Regions from separate parts of the Mus musculus genome. Here region 2 is linked to region 1. The links are chromatin contacts, called in public Hi-C maps. All regions are on one chromosome and are shown on one strand. Each heading gives the region's core, a stretch centred on a gene start, on an enhancer-like site or on the middle of the called end of the contact. The rest is flanking DNA. Distances are from core to core; before and after follow the strand shown.

What was found. A called contact is a pair of places that touch in the nucleus more often than the background predicts.
Region 2: a contact with region 1 is called in a Hi-C map of forebrain, with 2.6 times the contacts expected there. The contact joins the enhancer-like site here to the promoter of Rgs17 in region 1. A contact is called at or near these places in 4 of 484 Hi-C or Micro-C datasets (adipose-derived mesenchymal stem cells, cerebral cortex, forebrain and 1 more).

Annotation. Positions count from the first base shown.
Region 1 is chr10:5,920,410-5,924,476 of GRCm38.p6, forward strand. Rgs17 (regulator of G-protein signaling 17) reads right to left here and starts at 1,991. Exons shown (of 5, transcript NM_019958.4): 1 at 1,819-1,991.
Region 2 is chr10:6,033,672-6,037,738 of GRCm38.p6, forward strand. No RefSeq gene overlaps it. Among named protein-coding and RNA genes, the nearest start is that of Rgs17, 110 kb to the left of the region's middle. Within about 2 kb of position 2,335, at least 14 of the 459 cell types and tissues checked have an H3K27ac peak or open chromatin away from gene starts, as enhancers often do. A contact at or near this core is called in cerebral cortex and forebrain, where this site is marked.

The sequences.
Region 1 (4,067 bases), core at 741-3,240:
TTAAGAGAAGATCAAACCTCCCAGTTGTGTGTCTTGGTGAGTCTGAATTACCCTTTGGTTAGTTATCCCGGTTAGAGTGCACGCGTTGTATACACCTGCTGTTACTACGACAGACTTCAGACATGCATACGAGGAACTGAAGAGCTTTGCAGTTTGCAAATTCTTTAATACATACAGCATCTAGCAGCTCTGAACCTATGAGAGAAACATCGTCTTCACTGTAGGAGTAAAATTTATTTCTCATTTTGTCAATTAAATGGTTTGCAGAAAGGTTCAACACCCTGAAAACCAGTGTGTCTGAGTGCCGGAAATGCAGATAGAATCCAGTCTCAGAAGTGTTTATCAACTGAGGTTTCTTTTTATCTGTGATAGCCAACCCATGATGGACAGAATCCAGCTGTAACACCCTCCTCCCCCCTAAAAGACAGAAAGAGACAGCTAAAAGCTTGCAAAGTTCTTCAGACAAGACTTAGAAAGATGAATTTACTGAAGGGTCTGTAGGGAGTGGGGCGTGTTGGAAACTCTATGCCCAGAGCCAGGGGCAGGGTTCCTGGGTGACCAGGATCTCCCAAGTGAGCGAGCATTCTCATCTCTCAGTGGAGGAAGAGAACACAGGGTGGTCTTGCGCTAGCATCCTTTAGACCAGGTGACCCCTGCTCAGTCTGTTTTCTGAGTGAGCTGCAAGGACTGCCTGAGACGCACAGCAAGCAGTCTCCTGCTGGCCGGGAGCAGGTCCCCACCCACTGCTCACTGCTCTGTCCTTCCGCCATCCTCAGGTCCTCCGACATTTTCCATTAAGACACAGAGGTAGGATGAAGAGGAAACAACAGGAAAGTGTGTCTGCACCCAGCCTCTGCGGCAGCCAGAGAAAAGAGAGAAGGAGGCAGGCTAGCGAGGAGACAGCTAGAAGCTGTGATCCGTCCATAATCAGGAGAGCCAGATCTCACAGCAAGGGAGTCTGTAATGCACCCAAGCGGGGCAGCGCCTGGGGGCTGGTAGGCGTTCCTGGTCCTCACCCCCTTGGTTGCTGTAAAACAGACCAGGTGCAGAGTACACAAGAACTCGCTTTCTCTGGACTAAAGGGGGTGGGGGAGAAACAAAAGAGACTCTCACCTCTGCACCACACACACACACACACACACACACACACACACACACACACACACACACACACGTACGCGCGCGCGCGCACACACACAGCAGCTGCTCAAGGTATTTGTAAAGACATCACCTGCACCTGAATCTTTATTTTCCCTAAAGGCACCAAAAAATAAAGGGAGAAATGAGACCATCGAGGCAGTCCGCGGCTGAGACCATCTCGATTTATTTTCACCATCGATTCTCTACTAACCAAACAGCTATGAAAAGCCTGGGGACCCCGAACCCCTGAGCGCTCCCCCACCCGCCACCGCAGCACCCTCTCACCTCCTCCAGGTCCCCGAAGGTGCTGAGATTTCTCCCCGCAGAAGCAGGGACACCCGAAGCCGTGACCCGCAGGAGAGCGGTTCAGTCCCTCCACAGAGCCCGGGGACGCGAGTGGACCGGGCCCTGAAGCGGACCACGCGGGATTCAACTTCACGGAGCCGCGGGGCGGTGCTGCCCGCCGAGACCCGCGCGCCCCACTGCTTTATCAGCCAGGGCACAGGCAGCGGGCGCCCCCTCCGCCCTCTCTATCCTACCTCCCCCTCGCCGTGGGGGTGGGGGAGCAAAAGAAGAGAAAAAAAAAATCAAGCCCACCCATCAGTGCAAAGCAGACATTTTCATGTTATTATTTTTATTTTTTTTTATCCTCTCCGGGATTCAGAGGTCGCGTCTTACCGGGTAGACTTAGATGTGGGCGAGAGCTCCGGGGTCCGGGTCCGAGGGTGCTCGAGAGTGGGCTGCTCCGTCCTCTAGCGGAGCAGGCTCCGTGCCATCCGCCCAACTTCAGCACCCGGCGACGGAGAGAGGGAGAGAGGCCAGGATAGAGCAGAGAGGGAGGAGGCTGGGGTGGGCGGGGAGGGAGCGGAGCAGCTTGCAGCGCATGCGTCCGGGAGACAGGCGCAGCCCCTCGCCCCGCGCAGCCGGAGGTGAGGCGTCCTCCCCTCCCGCGGGCGCTCGGATGCGTGAGTCACTGTCGCGTCCCTTCCCGGCGTGCCCGCCCGGCGACAGAGCTCACAGTGTCAGTGTCTCTGTGCCCAGGCGGCTCTGGCGACAGCAGTGGGGGAGGTTCTGCGTTGAGGGTCGGGGTCAGGGGTGCTTCTTGGAGAGAACACACTTTGTGGGAAGGAACCTCCTCCCCCACCCCCCAGTTCACTTTTACCCAAAGCCCATGTATGTTCACCTAGTCCCTGGGACCATGCTTGCAAGCCTCTCAGGCACTCAGGCTCCCTTAGCCTCGGGCTTGCTTCAACCCTCTTGCCTGGGGGATTCAAGAGAAGGTAAAGTTAAGTAAGTTCTAGACTCTGCGTTATTGATGGCTTACCCAGAAATACCCAGGAATCCCTCCAGGCGCTCTCTGGTCTTAGATATGTGTACCCTCTGGGCCACTGGAGCTGGGGTTTTCAGCGAGAGAAACCTAAGGCAGAGCAGGGGTCAAGAACTCTTAGCCTGCCCTTGGTCTTGCAAACTTTATATGCCCCAGTACTACAGGGGAACGCCAGGGCCAAGAAGTGGGAGTGAGTGGGTAGGGGAGCAGGGCGGGGGTCGGGGGGGAGGGTATAGGGACCTTTCGGGATAGCATTTGAAATGTTAATAAAGGAAATATCTAATTAAAAAAAAAAGAAGAACTCTTAGCCCGGTTTGGAAACCTGGGGCCTAAAGCGTCCTTATTGGACCACTTGGCAGTCACAGGAATTGTCAATCTTTCTGCTCACCAGCAGAGCGCAGCTTGGTGGTGAAGGAGCCTAGATGCTTATTGCATGCCAAGTACTAGATTGTGCCTCCTGTGGTTAGGCTGAAGTGTTTCTGAGGGGGAGCGAGGAAAGCAGATATCTTTCTCTTTAGATTTCACATCTGTGGAGATGAGAGAGTTCCCGCGGGAACGACTAGGCTCTTCCCTGACAGCTAATTAGAACTGATTGTTTGTAGATGTCATGACACTCCCCTGCCAGGGGTCCTCCAGTGTGCAAATACTGTTGGCATTCCAGCCCACCTGAGAAAGCCCCACAACTTTCAATTAATATAACTCAGGGTCTTTTTTATTCAGCTACATCTACTGCTTTGGATACTAATACCCTGAAAGTGCACTTTCTTGGAGCCTGTCTACAAACTATTGGTCTGTAATGAGAAATAAATACAGAAGCAGAGTGTGAAATTTGGAAAAATTTCTAGCGATTTACCAGCACCATGGCACCTGGGTGCTTTGCTCAGTTATCCTTGGCAGCTATATTTAAGGGTAATTCATTTTTGTTGTTGGAGATTATGAAAGTTTATCTTAGTCCATTATGGCTGCTCTAACAAATACCACAGAGTGGGTGACTTACAGGCAACAGAAACTAACTTGTCACAATACTGGAGAGTGGAAGGTCTAAGGTCAGATTAAGTCAGATTGGATATTTTATGAGGGGTGGAGTTTATTTTATGACGTATGGACATGCTTTCTCCTCACATGCTGGAACACAAGACAGCCTCTGGGGTGACACTTATGAAGACCACTACACCCACGTATGAGGCTTCATCCACTTGATCTAACCACTTTTAAAGCCAGCACCTCTCACTACAATTACTTTGGGAGTTACACAGGGATTGAAAAAGACAGATGTTCTATAATGTTAGTCTCTGCAACTATCGCCCACGAATATCGGCATCTTTATTCTTAATCTCTAATGAGCTTTTGCTGACCCAAGTTAAGTGAAGAATTATAGCTATTAATGATTCTTGAGTAGCCATCTTCACTTCAACAGCTATCCTTGTCCATTTTTATTGAGCAATTACTTCCTGCTTGACACTGGCCTAAATTCTTCTCATGTGTTTCCTATTTTCTCCTCACGACAACCTCACAAGGTAGCTACTATTATTACCTCCTCATTTACCAGGCGTCTCAGAAGCTCAGCAGCGGAAATCCACCCCCTCCAAACCTGTTCTTC
Region 2 (4,067 bases), core at 1,085-3,584, 110 kb after region 1:
TTGGGAAGAGGACTGGGAAGGGAATGGAGTAGGAGTGGGATCAGATCTGGGCTCTGGAGAGAAGGGAAAGTGGCCCCAGAGGGCATCTCTAGGAAGTGCCAGAGACTGGAGGCAGGGGCTGGGAGGGAGTGGAGGCCCCAGGGAGTCTATGGAGGTGACTCTAGCTAAGACTCCTAACAGTGGGGGATATGCAGCCTGAAGTGACCACCTCCGGTAGCCAGGCAGGACCCCAAGTGGAGGGATAAGGACAGCAACCCACCCACAAAACCTTCGACCCAAATTGTGTCCTGCCTGCAAGATGTGCAGGGACAACGATACATCAGAGACTGAGGGAATGGCCCAACAGAACCATCCCACAGGCAAGAACCAAATCCCTGACACTACTGATGATACTCTGTTATGCTTGCCTACAGGAACTTAGCGTACCTGTTCTCGGAGAGCTACACCCAGGAGCTGATTGAAACAGCTGCAGACACTCATAGTCAAACATTAGATGGAGTTCTAGGAGTCTTATGGAAGAGCTAGGGAAAGGGTTGAGGGACCTGAAGGGAAAAGGAACCCCACAGGAAGACCCATAGAGTCAGCTAACCTTGACCCCTGGGTTCTCCCAGAGACTGAGCCACCAACTACAGAGCAAGCACAGGCTGGATCTAGGCCTCCTGCACATGTAGCAGATGTGCAGCTTGTTCTTCATGTGGGTCCCCCAACAACCAGAGTGAGGGCTGTCTCTGACTCTGTTGCCTGTCCGTGAGTCCTGTTCCCCTGAAGTGGACTGCTTTGTCTGACCACAGTGGGAGAGGATGCACCTTGTTCTGCAGTGACTTGAAGTGCCAGAGCGTGGTGATACCTGAGGGAGAGCTCCCTCTTCTCAGGGGAGAAGGAGGTGAGGGAGGGGCTGTAGGAGAGGCTGTGAGGAGAGTGGGGGACTGTGATCTGGACATAAAGTGAATAAGTTTTTAAAAAAACCTAAAAAACCAAACCAAACCAAAACAAGACAAAACAGATAATCATATAGAGTTTTAAGTTCCACACAAAGAAACCTTTGTCTGCTAGTTTTTCCTGTTTTGAGTCAGCCTGTAGTTCGGCCTGGCCTGGAGTATATCATACCTACTAGCTGGCCTTGAATTCATGGCCACCCTCCTGTTCGTACCGTTCCAAGTCATTGTGTAAGCTTTTTGCTCACCTTCAAATTGAATTTAGAACACTTTAAAATTCAATTTAAATTTCAATTGCACATGAAAGGGACTTGGATTGGGCTCGCCTCCCACACAGGAGGCCCTGGGTCCCGTGCCCAGCACTGCCTGTTTGTACGTTAACACACCTTCCCCCAGCACACAGGAATCCATATCAGAGGTACTTAAGGAAGAACTTCCTGTGCACAGCGATGAGGATGAGGTCTTAACACATCTATTTCACATGTGAATGAGAACGAATCACATTTGCCAAATGTGAGATATATTAACATAGTCCACAGTTCTGAAACTTATTAATGACCAGATTCTAGACAGAGCAGCTGGCGTTAAGTCCGTCCCCCCCCCCCCCCCCCCCGTGAGATTCAGGCTTGAGCCATTTTTACAGTAAGGAACATTTAAAATGTTCTAAAATGTCTTCCAGAAGAAATTGAGTTGCTTGCAATTTGTATCTATCTCCCTTTAATTTTGACAGCAGAATGGTCCTGAGGAGACATGGGTGATAGAGAAATGCAGGCTTTCTAGGGTGTTAATATAAGGGTACAGCCTCACTTATTGGGGGTTCAGCCCTGGCAGTACCGTGGTTTAGGTCGTTTCTCCTGATGTTTACCCATGGCTTATAAAGCATCAGACAGGCACTTAATGATCTTCTGGAAAGACAAACCAAGCTCTTTTCTGTTAATTTCTATTTCTGTATTTTATTTTTTAGAACTGGTTTTCTGAGACTGTTATCTGTGGAATTTGAGTTAGTTTATGCAAACAAATAATTTGAAATGGAATGAAGCCGTTATAATCACTTCGAGCTCTTCATTGTGTGTGTGATGTTTATAATAAAACAAAAACGTGAGAGAATTCTCTAAATAATTAGCTGTGATCTCCGCATTTATTCATGGACTACATTATTAGAGCATTTTATACACAATCTTAAAAATCCCTTCCTCAACGGCATGCCACGAACATTGACTAGACATACAATGAGGTCGTTTCAAAAGCCTTTATTAAGACTTTATCTTCTTTCCACAATAAATTAACGTGCCGTTGCGCAATGCGAAACAAATTTATTCACGGAAGGGAGATCAGTGCACCTTCCTCGCAGAAGGGGTGCGAATTCTGCAGCTGCACTTCTCGGCAGCAGCACCAGGAGGCGCTAATGCACCGTAGTTCGTTGTCCCTTTGCCAGCCCAGGTGTTGCCAGCCTGCTCTGAGCTCAGCATGCTCTGAACCTCCTGTACAACCCAGGACATGGCAGATGGACAAACTGCAGCCGCATTCGACCTTAGATGACGTTTACATAAGGGCATGATTTAGTTTCTTTGTGTATCTGGGAGGGAACTTCATGAGGTGAGGCGAAGGACTCTTTACTTTTCTTCCTATTTTTCGTGGTAAGATTAGTGGCTGCGGCCGGTAAGGGAGGGAGGAAACAATTCTTTGCTTTTGCTTGAATTAATTGCTGGCCATAAATAGCTTACGAAAGTCAGGGACTTCCGGCTGTGGAGCAGGAATTCTTAAGAACTGGAAGGAGCAGACCGAGTGTGATGGAGAGACATCTCTATTTCCTTAGAAAACAATGAAAATAGAAGATTGTGATTATGTGATTGTATGATCACGATCATATTTTATTTTAAGAAAAGGTAAACTGTCTTGTACCAGGCCATGTCTCAGAACATGAGATGCTGGTCACTGTTACAGTTTGGATCAAAAATGTTCAGTGGGAAGAAATAATCACAAGGCTTAAATTCCATAATTGCATTCCATCAGATGCATGCAAGATAACAAAAGCAAAGAGCATTTGTCCTGTAAATGACATGAAACCCTCACACAGCACAAGCAGTCAGTACATGTACCTTTTGCTTGCCTCCAGGGATATAATGGTAAAAGCTTGAGAGCTGCTGAATGTGGATGCTGATGGATGCTGCAAGGGCTCATCCTGCCCTTTGGGTTTCTTAAACTCTGTAACCAAGTTACTTATCAGTGGAAACCATCCAATAACAATAACAGAGATGGACTCGTGAACAGTAATTTATGTATAGTGTGCTGAGAGTGGAGTGTTGGCTCCCTTCTCCCTCTCTCCCTCCCTCCCTCCCTCCCGGATCCCCTCTATTCTTTCCCCTCATTTTGCCTCTTTTATGCTGAAACTATAAGCATGTGCCAAAATACCTAGTGTGAATCTTTCAAATAGCTGTAAAACAGAAGGTTCTCCAACAGTTGCCTTTGTGTCTATTTTTGATGCAGAAGCCAAACTCTATGTCCCTTCCACTCCCTAAACATATCCTGAAGCACTGTTATCCTCCCTCCCAGAAAATCTTTTCGAAGAACAACAACTTTGACAAGAAACTTTGAAAAAATTTAATTCGCCATATGTTGTGGTTTATGTGTGGGATACGGGCACTTGGAAGTCTGAGGCAGGTAGATCCTGAGTATGAGGCCACTTTAGTATGTTCCAAGTATGTTTCAAGCCAGTGTGCTAGATAGCATGGCTCTGTCTCAAAGGCAATCAAAGAACACAGAGAAACACATTAGCATATTTTTTGTTCACCAGACAAATAAGATGGATTTGTGAGATGGAGCTAGGTATTGAGGTCTATTGAAATGACCTATCAGGAAGAGATACAAATCAAGAGCTTTCAATAGAAATTTATATCTCTGAGATGAAATATTTTAGGCTATTGTTGAAGAAGTATTTTATACTCATTACTACTAAACCTACTGCTTATACATTTACACACACAGGCGCTGGACCTAGGCCCCCAGCACATTTGTAGCAGATGTGCAGTTTGGTCTTCCTGTGGATCCCCTGACTATTGGAGTGGGAGTGTCTCTGACTCTGTTGCCTGCCACTGGACCTCCTTCTCCTAGCTGGTTGGGCCTCAGGGGGAG